Linked DNA regions of Mus musculus: region 2 is linked to region 1. Evidence: chromatin contacts called from public HiChIP or PLAC-seq data. All regions are on one chromosome and are shown on one strand. Each heading gives the region's core, a stretch centred on a gene start, on an enhancer-like site or on the middle of the called end of the contact. The rest is flanking DNA. Distances are from core to core; before and after follow the strand shown.

Region 1 (7,018 bases), core at 4,483-6,982:
TTTATCTGATTCAGTGGGTGGCTCTGAAAAGAGCCTTTTTAGGAGCTCGCGGGGGTTATATCACAGAGACGCGGGCCGACGCGAGCAGTGGCCTCACTTGCCCTTCGCCTTATGGTGGCTCTCCGTCTTCTTGGGCAGCAGCACGGCCTGGATGTTGGGCAGGACGCCGCCCTGCGCGATCGTCACTTTGCCCAGCAGCTTGTTGAGCTCCTCGTCGTTGCGGATGGCCAGCTGCAGGTGGCGCGGGATGATGCGCGTCTTCTTGTTGTCGCGGGCCGCGTTGCCCGCCAGCTCCAGGATCTCGGCCGTTAGGTACTCCAGCACCGCCGCCATGTATACCGGCGCGCCGGCACCCACACGCTCCGCGTAGTTGCCCTTGCGCAGCAGCCGGTGCACACGCCCCACCGGGAACTGTAGCCCGGCCCGGGAAGACCGCGACTTGGCCTTGGCGCGGGCCTTGCCTCCTTGCTTGCCACGACCGGACATCACGAAAGCGCAAACAGACGAACGGCCACAACCAGGAAACGGTACTCCGGCGCCGACGCCTCACCCTTTTATAGACGCAGACCCGATTGTCCGCCCGACGCTCTCATTGGCTCACACGCGTCCTGACGCCGTGGCCAATAGGAGCGCGCGGACAGAAGCCTCTCATTTACATAAGACCGGCTCCCTCGCCCCGGCGCCGCCCTGGAACGCGCGAATCACGACGCGCGTGCTCGGTGGCTTCATTTGCGTGCGGCCGTCGTTGCGACACTCCGCGGGTCGCCGGGCGGCTGGGCTTGCTCGCTGTTTCTCCTGCTCTGGAAGCTGGCAAAGTGTGCCCTGCATCCAAGAGGGCCTGAGTTAATCACTTACTTAAGTGTAGGTTTTCCTTCGAGGAATACTGGAAATTTAGTTTTTTATACCTAAGGAGTAGCGGATAATTCTCATAGCCTCTTTATTTTTCTACTTGAAACAGTGTAAAACCTACTTGTTTCATTTTAAGCGTTTATCGCTGGGAGCCTTACTTTAAAATCGTTAAATTTAAAGGTTATTTTCTTAATCCATACACATCTGAGAGTGCTTGAAAAGACCAAGTACAGTTCGCCTGGGGTTTACTAAAATTATTTTTTTGCCACTCAGATTTGTACATAAGGAATCGAAATAACTTAAAAAGTAAACCTTACGCTGCTGCTTTTGTCTATCATTTGTCCTGATGGCTCTCAGAAGCTCCTTTTAGGAGCCTTCCAGGCTGTCTGGGGCTAGAGTGACTCGGAGTACCATATCCGGACTGCCATTATTTTAGCATCGCATCAGTTATGCTCGGTAAAATACAGCCAGCATTTTTCAATCTCTGAAATTTGTAATAAGGTTCGTTATCGATGCATTAGAATCACTGATTAGGCATATTGAGTGTAAGCTTAGCTCTAGTAACAGGTATATTGTTACATAGTAACATAGTTACAATCTTTATATTTTACATTGTTACATATTGTGGAGATGGAATTCTAGTCTTGTGGAGGAATCGGCAAGAGTGTAGCACTAGGATTTTGGGTTGAAGCTAGGTAGGCAGTGGATTTTTTTGGATTTTGGTGGGTTTTTTTGTTTGTTTGTTTGTTTTTTTTTTGGTTTTTTCGAGACAGGGTTTCTCTGTATAGCCCTGGCTATCCTGGAACTCAGTCTGTAGACCAGGCTGGCCTCGAACTAAGAAATCTGCTTGCTTCTGCCTCCCAAGTACTGGGATTAAAGGTGTGTGCCACCACCGCCAGGCTTAGGTAGGCAGTGTTATTAGGATGGCTAGCTGAAAAGCATTTTAAGTTGAGAAGTTGAAGGTTTATCAAGGATTCTGATTAAATTTGATATTGATATTTATGTGCATATGTGGACTCACAAATTTGAGAGGTGGATCAAGGGTTCAGCAAAGACTACACAACCCTGCATTTATGGACTGACTGCAGATCACGAGAATGACATCCTATGACCTTAGAATATACTTTTGATCCTTAAGTATTTGTCTTGAAATATAATTTGGTACGTGTTATTCCTGATATGTGTTATTCCTATAAAGGATGTTATAACATTGACTCTTCTATTTCTTTGTTAGTGCTTCATACCTAGTGCCTTCAGAGACCAGGAGTTAGATCCCCTGGAGCTGAAGGCTTGTCAGCAACCATGTAGTCCTGGGAACTGAAGGAACCCAGATATTCTGCAAGAGCAGCAAGGGCTGTTAAACCCTGAGCCATCTCCAGCCCTGAACTTTTGTATAGATTGAAGCTACACATATCAAAATAGGTTGATAAGGAAAAACGGAGGCTCCCAAGTACACATTTGGGCCAAATCTGCAAATATTAAAAGTCATCATTTTATCAGGGCCAAAGATTAATATGTCCACAACGAAAATGTCTAAGTCTCTTTTAACCTGAAAGTTTTATTTATAAATTTCAATAATTAGAATTTTTAGCAGTTGCATTCTTAAGATTGTCATAGTAAGGTACCATACTGTTTTCTGAGACACGAGAACAGGCTAAGAGAGCAGGCTGTGAGGCTATGTATGGGTTTGACTTGTTTTGGCTGGTTTTATGTGGCAACCTCACACAAACTAGTCATCGCAGGGAGAGAAGTTTCAGTGGAGGAATGGCCTCTCTGAGACCCAACTGTAAGGTATTTTTCTCAATTAGCAATTGATGGGGTAGGGCCCAACTCATTGTGGGTTGTATGCCATCCCTGGGCTGGTAGTCCTGGGTTCTATAAGAATGCAGACTGAGCAAGACATTAAACAGCACCTCTCCATGCCCTTGGATCAGCTCCTGTCTCCAAGTTCCAGCTCTGCTTGAGTTCCGGTCCTGACTTCCTCCAATGATATGGAAATGTTTCCTCTGCAACTCGCTTTTTGGCCATGCTGCTTTTGTTGAAGCAACAGAACATCTTTTGTGTGGAAACAGTTCAAGCTATAGCAGTAGTTGATGGCTATGGTAGGCTGTGAATAGTCCAATTTTTCAGAACCCATCAATATTTAAGAGAGGAAAAGGACTTGTCTATTCAATTCTGAGAGGTTATCCTGGATTAACTTCGGAATAAGCCCTAAACATAATCATCAAAGTCCTGGTTGGAGATAGTCAAAAAAGTTTAAGAAGTAGCAAGCATTCACACACTGTCCCAAAAATGTGGATTTTCCCACTTCAAATGCCTCAGAGGTATTCCCAGCCCCTAGGGTTTTAACTAATTCCAGATGTGCTCAAGTTGACAACCAAAAACAACCATCACATCTATTTCAAAACTACCTTTGCTAAGTAGGACTCTTTTAAGAGTTTCTGTCTAGAAAACAAAACAAAAAACAGCCTATACCCCCCCCCCCCAAAAAAAGAAAGGAAAAAAAGAAGCCACACACAAAAACTGTCTTTAAAAAACAAAAAGAATAAAACTGTTACAATATAGGAGTCATATTAGGTCAAATATACCATGGTGCAATGCTACATTTACTAAGCTACCATTCAAAGCACATGTTTACACATCTTAAATACACTGACCATATCTAACGAAGGCACACTGACTTCCCACTGACACTTGATACACAGGTGAAAGACAGGATCCACTTAATTCTTGCACTGAAGCCATTTCCTGTTTGCTAAAATAAATCCAGTTTCAAGAGCTGCAGAAATCCTAGTGCAGCTGGAGCTACCACAGTTCACTGTGGAAATGGCCACACATTCTGCCACTGACTGTTCACAACCTTTCCACCATCTCACCCCACAAATGCATTCCCCCCATTCCAAGGTATTGTCATATATATATATGTCATTATCAACTTAGTTCCAAGGTTTATTCCTTCACCTAGTAGGGTAACAAAATCAGTACTGTCAACCAACATAGCTTTCACTTCAGCCTGTCCACAAAGCCTGAAGTTGTAAACCAATGCCAGTGTCCTCATGATATGCAACAAAATGAACAAGTAGCCAAAGGTTTGAGGGTAAAGGATTGGGCTGTAGACACCCTAAGGCAAGGCTCAACCACGTGTCTAAAAGAAAAATCAGAGATTTAGTCAAGAAGCTATATTGAGAAGAATATAGGCCCAGCAAACCCCACCCCCCGAAAATCTGTCTATCTACAGATATTGACATGAATGAGCTTGAAGCCTTAAGTAGAGGAGGAACCTGGGCAGGCAAGATGTTAGCAAAATTAAGGAATCCTAGGAGGCAGATGCATGGTTCTCTGGTCAGTGCTACGGTTTGAACCTGCAAGATTCGGGAAGATATCACTCTGACTCTCACTTGTACTCTAGGGAGTGGCCCTGACCTCGTGGGTAACGGCCCTCATTTGCTATGATGCAAGTGAAAGGTAAAACAGTAACTTCACTCTGCCTTTAGCCAAAGGAGACAGACATCAAGCGAAGACAGAGACACCACACTTACAGTCAGCTTTCAGCTAACCTATTTATGTTTTTCAGAAGAGCCTGCTTCTTTAGGGACAATGTTCCCGAAGCAGCTCAGTGTGGAGCCAAACCACTTCCATACCCTTGGGTAGATACTTGTTTAGGACGTTCCCTGGGAGTTAATTATACAAGAGTCTGGCTCAAGTGTATCTCTTTCTGTTTTTAGAAGCATGTGGTAACTTGGAGCAGAAATACCCAAGGTAGCCTGGGACCCAATCTGCAGGGATGAGAGAAGAGCATTGACACTATGGGAATAGCAATGTGACAGGGCCAAAGGAGAGGCAGAGCTGACTGAAGAGCAGCAAAGGCAGGTGGGAGACACTCAGGGAAACAGGGGGTGGGGGGAGTGAAACTAAGGCAAACAGAAAACAAGCAACAATGTCTGTGTGGCTAAACAATTCTGATTGAATTTCTGGTGTGGTGCTTAAGACCTCGTATATAACTAGGAAAGTACTGTGCCATTGACCTACATCCCAGAATATGCCAAACTACAATGAAATAACATACAAAGTGCCATTAAGACTTCAATCTTTAACAAGCTGTACGTAAATCCCTCTTAAATCTTGTGACCTGAAACAGGAAATTTAGTCACCGTATGTAAACTGAAAACTGCACTAAAAAATAACAAGATCCAAGTTAAGCAATTTCTGACCCAAAAGACAAGTTACTTCACAGACGCCTCCGATGCTGATACTTTAATAAATGGACTGCCTAATGCTTTCCTACATTCTGACAATATATTAACACTAATTTTATGTAACTCCCCTGCAAAGTCGAAAGATACCCCTACACTTAATACTCCTCATTCAAGGGCACATGTAACTTGAGTAGAAATGATTTCTAATGTCAATGGGAGGTAGAAGAGAAAAAAACAAAAAAACAAAAAACCCAGGAAGCAGCAGAGACACCGTGGGTGGTTTCATACAGGAAACAGGGTAAGGCTGCCTGGCTCTGCCGGGACGACTCGCCAGTTTGGGCACAAAGATGGAGCTGAGGAAAGAACTCACAGCCTGTGCCAGTCACCTACACCTGGTACACCATGCCCTGTGGCCAAGTTTACGCGTGCTACCGGCTCTATTCCTGTTAGCTTCCTCAGCAGGAGAAACAGCGAGCAGGCCCAGCCGCCCGGCGACCCGCGGAGTGTCGCAACGACGGCCGCACGCAAATGAAGCCACCGAGCACGCGCGTCGTGATTCGCGCGTTCCAGGGCGGCGCCGGGGCGAGGGAGCCGGTCTTATGTAAATGAGAGGCTTCTGTCCGCGCGCTCCTATTGGCCACGGCGTCAGGACGCGTGTGAGCCAATGAGAGCGTCGGGCGGACAATCGGGTCTGCGTCTATAAAAGAGTGAGGCGTCGGCGCCGGAGTACCGTTTCCTGGTTGTGGCCGTTCGTCTGTTTGCGCTTTCGTGATGTCCGGTCGTGGCAAGCAAGGAGGCAAGGCCCGCGCCAAGGCCAAGTCGCGGTCTTCCCGGGCCGGGCTACAGTTCCCGGTGGGGCGTGTGCACCGGCTGCTGCGCAAGGGCAACTACGCGGAGCGTGTGGGTGCCGGCGCGCCGGTATACATGGCGGCGGTGCTGGAGTACCTAACGGCCGAGATCCTGGAGCTGGCGGGCAACGCGGCCCGCGACAACAAGAAGACGCGCATCATCCCGCGCCACCTGCAGCTGGCCATCCGCAACGACGAGGAGCTCAACAAGCTGCTGGGCAAAGTGACGATCGCGCAGGGCGGCGTCCTGCCCAACATCCAGGCCGTGCTGCTGCCCAAGAAGACGGAGAGCCACCATAAGGCGAAGGGCAAGTGAGGCCACTGCTCGCGTCGGCCCGCGTCTCTGTGATATAACCCCCGCGAGCTCCTAAAAAGGCTCTTTTCAGAGCCACCCACTGAATCAGATAAAGAGTTGTGTCACGGTAGCCGGTCTTGGTGGCCTTTCCTGGCCCTGCCCCAAAAGTAAGAGTGTCGTGTCCTCTGCTTCCTTGCCCATCCTGCCCGTGGTTCCCCCTGGTAGTTTGTTGTCGCTCTTTGGTTCATGCCCTGCCTCGGCGGAGCGGATACGCGGTTCTCGCTGACCGTCCCAAGCATTTAGCCCCTATCTGCCCACACCCTTGTCCTACACAACACTGTCCCTCACTCAGCGTCCACCCGCCTGACCCTTCCCAGGACTAAGACTCAACTAGGACGTCTAGGCCAATCTAGACATAAGTCGCAGTCAGCCGCGCTCTCGTCCGGTCCTTGGGGAATGTCTAGGAGGAGGAGGTGTCCCGCGAGGACTGGACGCGGCCGGCTCTAGGGATCATGGGGGACTGGGGCTGGGACTGTGGCTGTGGCTGGGCGGTGCTGCACAAACACTAGATTAGTTCTGCCCTGGGACTTTGGGCGGCGGGCGGGGGCGCGCGAGCTCCTCTTGGGCAGAGCCGGGACCCGCCCTCTACGGGCAGCTGCCAGACGTGGCTCCACCCTCGCAGAACGTTGGCAAGTGGACCGGGCGCGGGGCTGGACGTGGGGGGCGGGGGGGGGCGGGTCAGGTGGCGTGGCGGGCCCGAGCCAATGGGCGAGGTCGGGGCCGGTGACGCCACGGCCAATGGCGCGGCAGCGCGGGAGTTTCAAGTCGCT
Region 2 (7,174 bases), core at 2,901-5,400, 350 kb after region 1:
TTTCCTTCAGATGGACATTGGCTGTGCTGGATAGCTTTCTGTCAAATTGATGCAAGCAAGGGCCATTTGGGAAGAAGGAACCTTAATTGGGAAAATGACTCCATCAGATGGGCCTGTGGGCAAGTTTGTGGGGCATTTTCTTGATGGATGATTGGTGTGGGAGGGCACAGTCTGCTGTGAGGGGTGCCACCACTGAGCAGATGGTCTTGCTCTGTCTGGAAAAGAAGTTGAGAAAGCTCTAGAGAGCAGTCAATCAGCAGCTCTCCTCCATCTCCTCCATGGCCTCTGCTTCAGTTCCTGCCTTCAGGTTCCTGCCTCTGCTTCCCTTATCAAAGACTGAGTGGGAAGTGTAAACCAAATAAACACTTCCTCCCTTAACAAAGGCTTTCCTCGTGTTTTACCATAACAATAGGAAGCCAACTAAAACAGAAGCACACCTCCAAGGAAGACTAAACAATCTCTTGAGTTGTTTGTTGTTGTTGTTATTTGTTTGTTTTGTTTGGTTTGGTTGTTTTTTGTTTTTGTTTTTGTTTTTGTTTTCCTGAGACAGGGTTTCTCTGTGTAGCCCTGGCTGTCCTAGAACTCACTCTGTAGACCAGGCTGGCCTCAAACTCAGAAATCAGCCTGCCTCTGCCTCCCAAGTGCTGGGATTAAAGGCGCGCACCACCACTAGCAGGCTGTGTTTTTATTCTTAATCTAGAAATCCTACTGTTAAAATCTGTCCTAAATAGTCACATATTCGGCAATAAAAGTATCACAATGTTTGCTAAAGAGCTATTTATGGCAGCAAAAGTTCTGAAATAAACTAGACATGGTGATTCTCACCTCACCTCAAGAAGGCTAAGGCAGGGCTGGTGAGATGGCTCAGTGGGTAAGAGCACCCAACTGCTCTTCCAAAGGTCAGGAGTTCAAATCCCAGCCACCACATGGGACCATGGGACCATTTGAACCATGTGGTGGCTCACAACCATCTGTAACAAGATCTGACGCCCTCTTCTGGAGTGTCTGAAGACAGCTACAGTGTACTTACATATAATAAATAAATAAATCTTTAAAAAAAAAGAAGAAAAAGAAGGCTAAGGCAGAAAGTGGTCAGTCTGAGGTATCTATGGAGTTCCAGGTCAGCCTGGGCTACTACATAGTGAAACCTTGTTTCAAACAACAAATTCTGAAATGATATAAGTGGTCTAATAATAGATGATAAAAACCACAAACCAAAAACAGCCTGGTTTTAATCCCAGCACTCAGGAGGCAGAAGCAGGCAGAAATCTAGAGTTTGAGGCCAGCCTGGTCTACAGAGTGAGTTCCAGGACAGCCAAGGCTACACAGAGAAACAGACTGTCTAGAAAAACCAAAAACCAAACCAAAACAAAGGTGGAGAGATGCCTCAGTGGTTAAGAGCACTGACTGCTCTTCCAGAGGTCCTGAGTTCAACTCCCAGCAACCACATGGTGGCTCACAACCATCTGTAATGGGATCTGATGCCCTCTTCGGGTGTCTGAAAAACAGCTACAGTGAGCTCACATAAATATAATAAGTGCATCTTTAAAAAACAAAACAAAAAAGCAAAACCCAACAACAACAACAACATCCAGAACAAATAACAAAAACCCCCAAACAAGCCATTTTCAAGGGAGGAGGTTAATAATATGGAGTGTTTAGGGGTGAAGGAGACTACAATATAAAGTCATATTTATCTGTTGTTGTTGTTTTTTTAATGTTTTCATTCTTGATACAAAATTGAATTTATAGTGTGGCTCTATTTACTTATAAAACAAAAAGTTTTGCATATATACAGAATAAACTGAGAGTACATATGTCTAAATACTAGTATCAGGGGCAGGCAAGATGGCTCAGCAGATAAAGTCAGTGCCAGTCCAAGAACCTGAGTCCCATCCCTGGAACCAACTAAGGTGCAAGGGAGACATAACCTTACAAAGCTGTCCTCTGACGCTGACATGCATGCGGTGGCACCAGTGTGCAAGTACATAAAATAACAATAAAGTTTAAAGTTGTAAAATACTAATTACCATCATTATTACCTTAGGGCTATGAAATAATGCACACTCTTATATTACTATGTGTTTGAAAGTTGTGTGGAATAAATGTATATCCTACAATCAACAAGTAAAAAGGATGCTTCGTTTTCAAGAATGCAGGGGAAATCTGGAGAATGGTTCAGTGGCTCAGAGCACTGGCTGCTCTCCCAGAGGACTTGGGATTCGATTCCCCGGGACCCACACAGGGACTCACAGCTGTCTGTAACCCGTCCCAGGGAACCCAACACCCTTTTCTGCCTTCTGAGGGTTTCAAGCACACAAGTGGTACAAAGACTCACATGCAGACCAAACGCCCACCCACACACAAGAATTCAGAGGACGAGTGGGTGCTATAGCTCAGTGGTGGAACCCTACTTAGCAAATCACTAGGGCCTCAATTCAATCCCCAGTTAAAGAAAATAAGCAAACCCTCACAACAACAACAACAGCAACAACACACTCGCTTAGCAGAAAGCCTTGGGCCAAGCCTGTCATTCAGAAATTTCAATTCATCTTTGGTTCCATGGTGAGTTTGGGGCCAGCCTGACCTCCACATATGCACCATGGTACACACTCCACCCAGGCCCACTAATAATAAGTAAGTTTAAGTTGAATAAATTCAAAGGAAAAAGTGAAAGAGTGGACCGACCTGAAAAGAGCTAGTGAGTTCTCTTCCTAAAGATGCTGTTTCAGAGCTAGGGGTGTAGTTCAGGGGCAGAATGAATGCTTAGCATTTGTAAGACCGGACTCACATTTCTCAATTTAAAAGAAAAAAGCTTATTTGGGGTGCAGTGGTACAAGCCTGTTATCCCAGAAAGGGTGAGGCAGGAGGGTCATAAGTTGGAGGTCAGCCTGTTTGCCCTGCATAGAAAGAACTGGTTTCGAAAATATTTTCCCACATACTAAATAACAATTTATTGAATAGATGTTATCAGAGGGTTCATTGTGATCCCGGTTGTCTAGCACTGTGTCTGCTATGTAGTAGGTTCTCAGTAAATATCTGTCTTTTGAACATGTGTCTACAGACTCTGTGAGTCACAAAGACTCCCTTCTGGTTCTTTTTGTTGTTTTCCTTCTCTGGTCTGAGAATAACTATAAAACATTAATGCAATAAACCACCAGTTCAAAGACCCCTAATTATATAATGTTGTCTTTTATTGTTCCCTAATTATATCAGGAGTTTAAATTTGTCCTCCTTGACAAGAGCACTGGTTCCCACAAATCAATTCCACTCGATTAACGCTTACTGAACACAATGTATTAAGTACCCCAATCTGTCCCATCAAACCTTCCGTTCATAGAATAGAAACAGTGAAAGAGAACATATAATCCTAACACCGGGGGTACTGTGGCAGGGGGAATGCAAACTGGAGGCCAGTATGGGCTACATAGCAAGAGTCTGCCGATAAAAGCATGGGAGGGATGGAAAAAGTCAGCCTCGTGAGATGGTAAATACTCGTGTTGCCAAGTGGCCAGGAAACAGGCTGACTAGCTCAAGTTGTCCTCTGACCTCCTTGCGTAAGCCATGGCTTGTACGTACCCCCCCCACACACACACAAATAATGTAATTTTAAAAATTAAAGAGATTCCAATAGTGATAATCGGACTTTGTCAGGTCGGGGATCAATAAATTCTTCACGGTGGTCTAGGAAAGTGGTGGGTAGAGGGTAGCGGTTCAGTTGACTTGATAGGTAATAAGAATCTGTCAGGCTCTTGACAGGGGGCTAATGTTACGTTAATGGGTGCGGGAGAAGCTGGTACCATAGAAGAGTCTGAGCTACAAGAATGAACCTTCCTCTCCTGCTTTAATATCTGTCCCCAGGCGCGACAGCAAGCTGTCTCCGGCGTACAGTCAAGACAGCAGTGAGAGCCCGGGGAAAAAGGGGAGGGATTTAGAAGGGGGCTGATCCAACAGGCTGACAGAAAGCGTTATCTACGTCGCTGTCGGCGCCGAGGGACTAATTCGGGAAGTACCGAACCAAACCGGGTCAGAGCCACCAGGTCGAAGCCTTACCTGCCGTCCCTCCCCCACTCAGGGCCCACGCAGCCGCCAACTTGAAATTTGCTTTTCTTCTTCCAGCCCTCGTTCTAGGCCCGCCTCCCCGAGCTCTCCATTGGTGGGTTTTCCTGGCCAATCGACGAGAGCGGAGGCGGGCGAGGAGGGGAGGAGGAGGGAGCGAGCTTAACCGGAACTGAGGCTTGGGAAGTGGCGCGCTGAGACCTGGGGCTGCAGAATTCACCTCTTATGCCCAGACCGAACTAGATGGCTAAGATGTCCTGCTACTCAGAGCTCATCCAGACACGTGGCGGAGCCAGAAGAGGAGAACCGCTGCTGGGAAATGTAGCCCTGGGTCAGAGAAACCAGACTGCTCATCTGTTAACAGCTGTGCCTGCAGGAGTTCCCAGAAACACTCCAGGAGGTTCCCAACTACCGGACTCCAGCGCCCTCTTCTGGCTTAGGCCATCACACACACACACACACACACACACACACACACACACACACACACACACCACACACACACCACACACACACACACACACACACACACCACACACACACACACACACACACACACACACACACACACCACACACACACACACACCACACACACACACACACACACACACACACCACACACACACCACACACACACCACACATCACACACACACACACCACACATCACACACACACACACACACACACACACACACACACACACACCACACATCACACACACACACACACACACACACACACACACACACACACCACACATCACACACACACACACACACACACAGAGAAACACTCCAGGAGGTTCCCAACTACCGGACTCCCGCGCCCTCTTCTGGCTTAGGCCATCACATACACACCACACACACCACACACACACACACACACATACCACACACACCCTCTTTATTATTCTTCCTCAGTCACCAGCACTACTAATAAATAATCTTTAAAAGATTTTTTTTCTCTAAAGGCAGGGTCTGGCTACCCAGTCTAGGCTGGCCTTGAACTCTTGATACTCTTGACTCTGCTACCAAGCTCAGGCCCCAAATGCGGATTGTTGCGGTGTCTGAGAAGTGAGGGAGAGAAGGGGGCTTGGGACCAGAGCAGTAATTGGGGAGAGAAGGCAGGAACCCAGTGGGTTTTTTCTTTCTGTACTTTCCACTGCCCTTCAAGCCCCTTCAAGGAAAGAGGGCAGAATAGAAAGAGTCATTTTTTTTACAGAGTAGAAGTAAAGGGAAATACTTCAGGATGGATGTAAAACTAGGAGTCAGTCAACAAGAATATGACAGAGGTCAGAGAAAATGGCCTCTAGACTGGGAAGTTGCATGTGGATGACACATACTCCGTTTTTGGAATAGTATAAAAACATAGCTGTAGCGCTTTGGGGGAACTTGCTTAACCTCATTATCATTTGTTGCAGGAAGACAATAGTTCCCCCCTCATTGAGTTGTGAGGGTTGGAGATGATGTATGTATGCACATCTCTCGGCACACATCAATAGCTAATAAAAGTGGGTGATTTCCCTCCGGCTGTTTCTCCTCCTTTCCCAGGAACGTGACTTTTTGTATCTGTACTTGGTGGCGTCCACCATTTGAGTCCTCTAAGACCCTCGGTGAGCTTTCCAAACCCTTAATACCCATCCGATGCCCCCACTTTCCTTGGTACCTTCCAGCTGGACACAAACTCATCCCTAAACTATGCAGATGGAAGCCTTGGTAACCATGGAGACAGGGCAGGTGGCACGGAGAGGCAGAGGCAGTGAGCAACAGATAGGAAGAGATGAGTGATTCAGGCAGGGACCTTCAAGGAAGAGGGAAGAATGAGTCTAAGGGAGTAGAGATGTAATGAACACATCTGTGCAACAGGGGCCGGTCACCACTCTGCCTTTTTCTACCTCCTATGCACACCCCTTAAAATACTGTAAAGAGGGAATTTGGGACGGCCCCTTGCCCTAAAAATTCCCTGGGAAAACCACCTTCCTTACATTCCTAATGGGACCCAAGGGAAATGAGATCCAAGTGTCTCTATGGTGTGTGATGTTTGAGAGGGGTGCAGCGGGGATAGACTGTTGTCTGATTCCAGGCTATACTTTCCCTGATATTTAAACTACGGGAAGGGAGCCACATCTCCTGCCTCTCTGCTCTGTGGACGCCGCTGCAGATCCCAACCGCCTCCCTACACCCCTCTGCACAGTGTGCCATATGCCGTGTGTGGCAGTCAGGTCTGGCATACCGAAGCTCATGGAGATCTGTTGAAGATCAACGAAGAATCTGGATGGTTCCTGAATGGGTCGTGGGAGAGTCCCCTAAGGAGCGCTTAGGTTTGTTTGGGCTGGGGAGGTGGGATAAGAATGGGAAGTCAAGATTGGAGGCGCTAGGTGCTTTTTTTCCCCCTTAGGGGTTTATAGGTTTATATGTGTGCGCATGGGGGTGGGGAGCGGCTTGGTGCCGGACGCCCCCACCCGCAGAGACTGGGCTATAAATAGCACAGAAGAGCTCCGCCCCCCTTCTCTCCTCCGGAGCCGGCGCTGTGCCCGGGGCGCACCGGGAGGAGGGACCAGGATTCAGCGCTGGGGCACAGATACTGACACCAAGGGAATCCGGGTACCCCCCCACACACGCCATGTGGGTCCCCAGGTACCCGGCTCCTCCAACCCAGAGGCCCCCATGGCCCCGGCCTCAATCCTGGCCAGGCAGAGATTATGCGGACATTCAGGTATCTATTTGGGGGTACAGGCTGGGAGGGGGAAGAACAAGGAGCAATGGGGAACATGGCAAAAGCAAAAGAAACCCCACTTCTTCCTCCACCCCTTTAGGTCCCAATTGCAATCTGCTTCTCCCCCCCCCTCAGTTTTTGGGGATGTGGCAATCTAAAAGAGGTTAGGAATAGAAATATGTGTATGACTGTACGGGTGCATGTGTGTGGGTGGGTGGCGTTCAGTATCCTAGAGAGGGGGATTCCAAGTGTGGATAAGAAAAGGGGGATGTTGGAAAGGTCTGATAAGCCGTGGGGTGCGAATGGGGGGTGGGAATATCTGTGCGCGTGCATGTACGTATATGCACGAGCTCTCATCCTTCAGTGCGGGTGGTGCACCCTTCCCACCTCCTCTGG

Evidence for each region. HiChIP or PLAC-seq counts read pairs in DNA pulled down with a chosen protein or histone mark.
Region 2: a FOXA1 HiChIP or PLAC-seq map of pancreatic cancer cells shows a contact between it and region 1. The contact joins the promoter of Polr3gl here to the promoter of H2ac18 in region 1. A contact is called at or near these places in 6 of 39 promoter capture datasets (the 3T3-L1 cell line, 3T3-L1-derived adipocytes, cranial neural crest and 3 more), 2 of 115 datasets of contacts at active chromatin or transcription factors (bone marrow-derived macrophages and pancreatic cancer cells) and 1 of 9 other capture datasets (liver).

What each region holds. Positions count from the first base shown.
Region 1 is chr3:96,239,765-96,246,782 of GRCm38.p6, forward strand. It overlaps H2ac18 (H2A clustered histone 18), which reads left to right and starts at 5,733. Exons shown (of 1, transcript NM_013549.2): 1 at 5,733-6,288. The coding sequence starts at 5,817. The coding sequence ends at 6,209. H3c14 (H3 clustered histone 14) reads left to right here and starts at 6,921. Exons shown (of 1, transcript NM_178216.3): 1 at 6,921-7,018. H2ac19 (H2A clustered histone 19) reads right to left here and starts at 610. Exons shown (of 1, transcript NM_178212.3): 1 at 15-610. The coding sequence starts at 486. The coding sequence ends at 94.
Region 2 is chr3:96,590,031-96,597,204 of GRCm38.p6, forward strand. It overlaps Polr3gl (polymerase (RNA) III (DNA directed) polypeptide G like), which reads right to left and starts at 4,151. Exons shown (of 8, transcript NM_027241.4): 1 at 4,054-4,151. It overlaps Ankrd34a (ankyrin repeat domain 34A), which reads left to right and starts at 6,606. Exons shown (of 2, transcript NM_001024851.3): 1 at 6,606-6,778.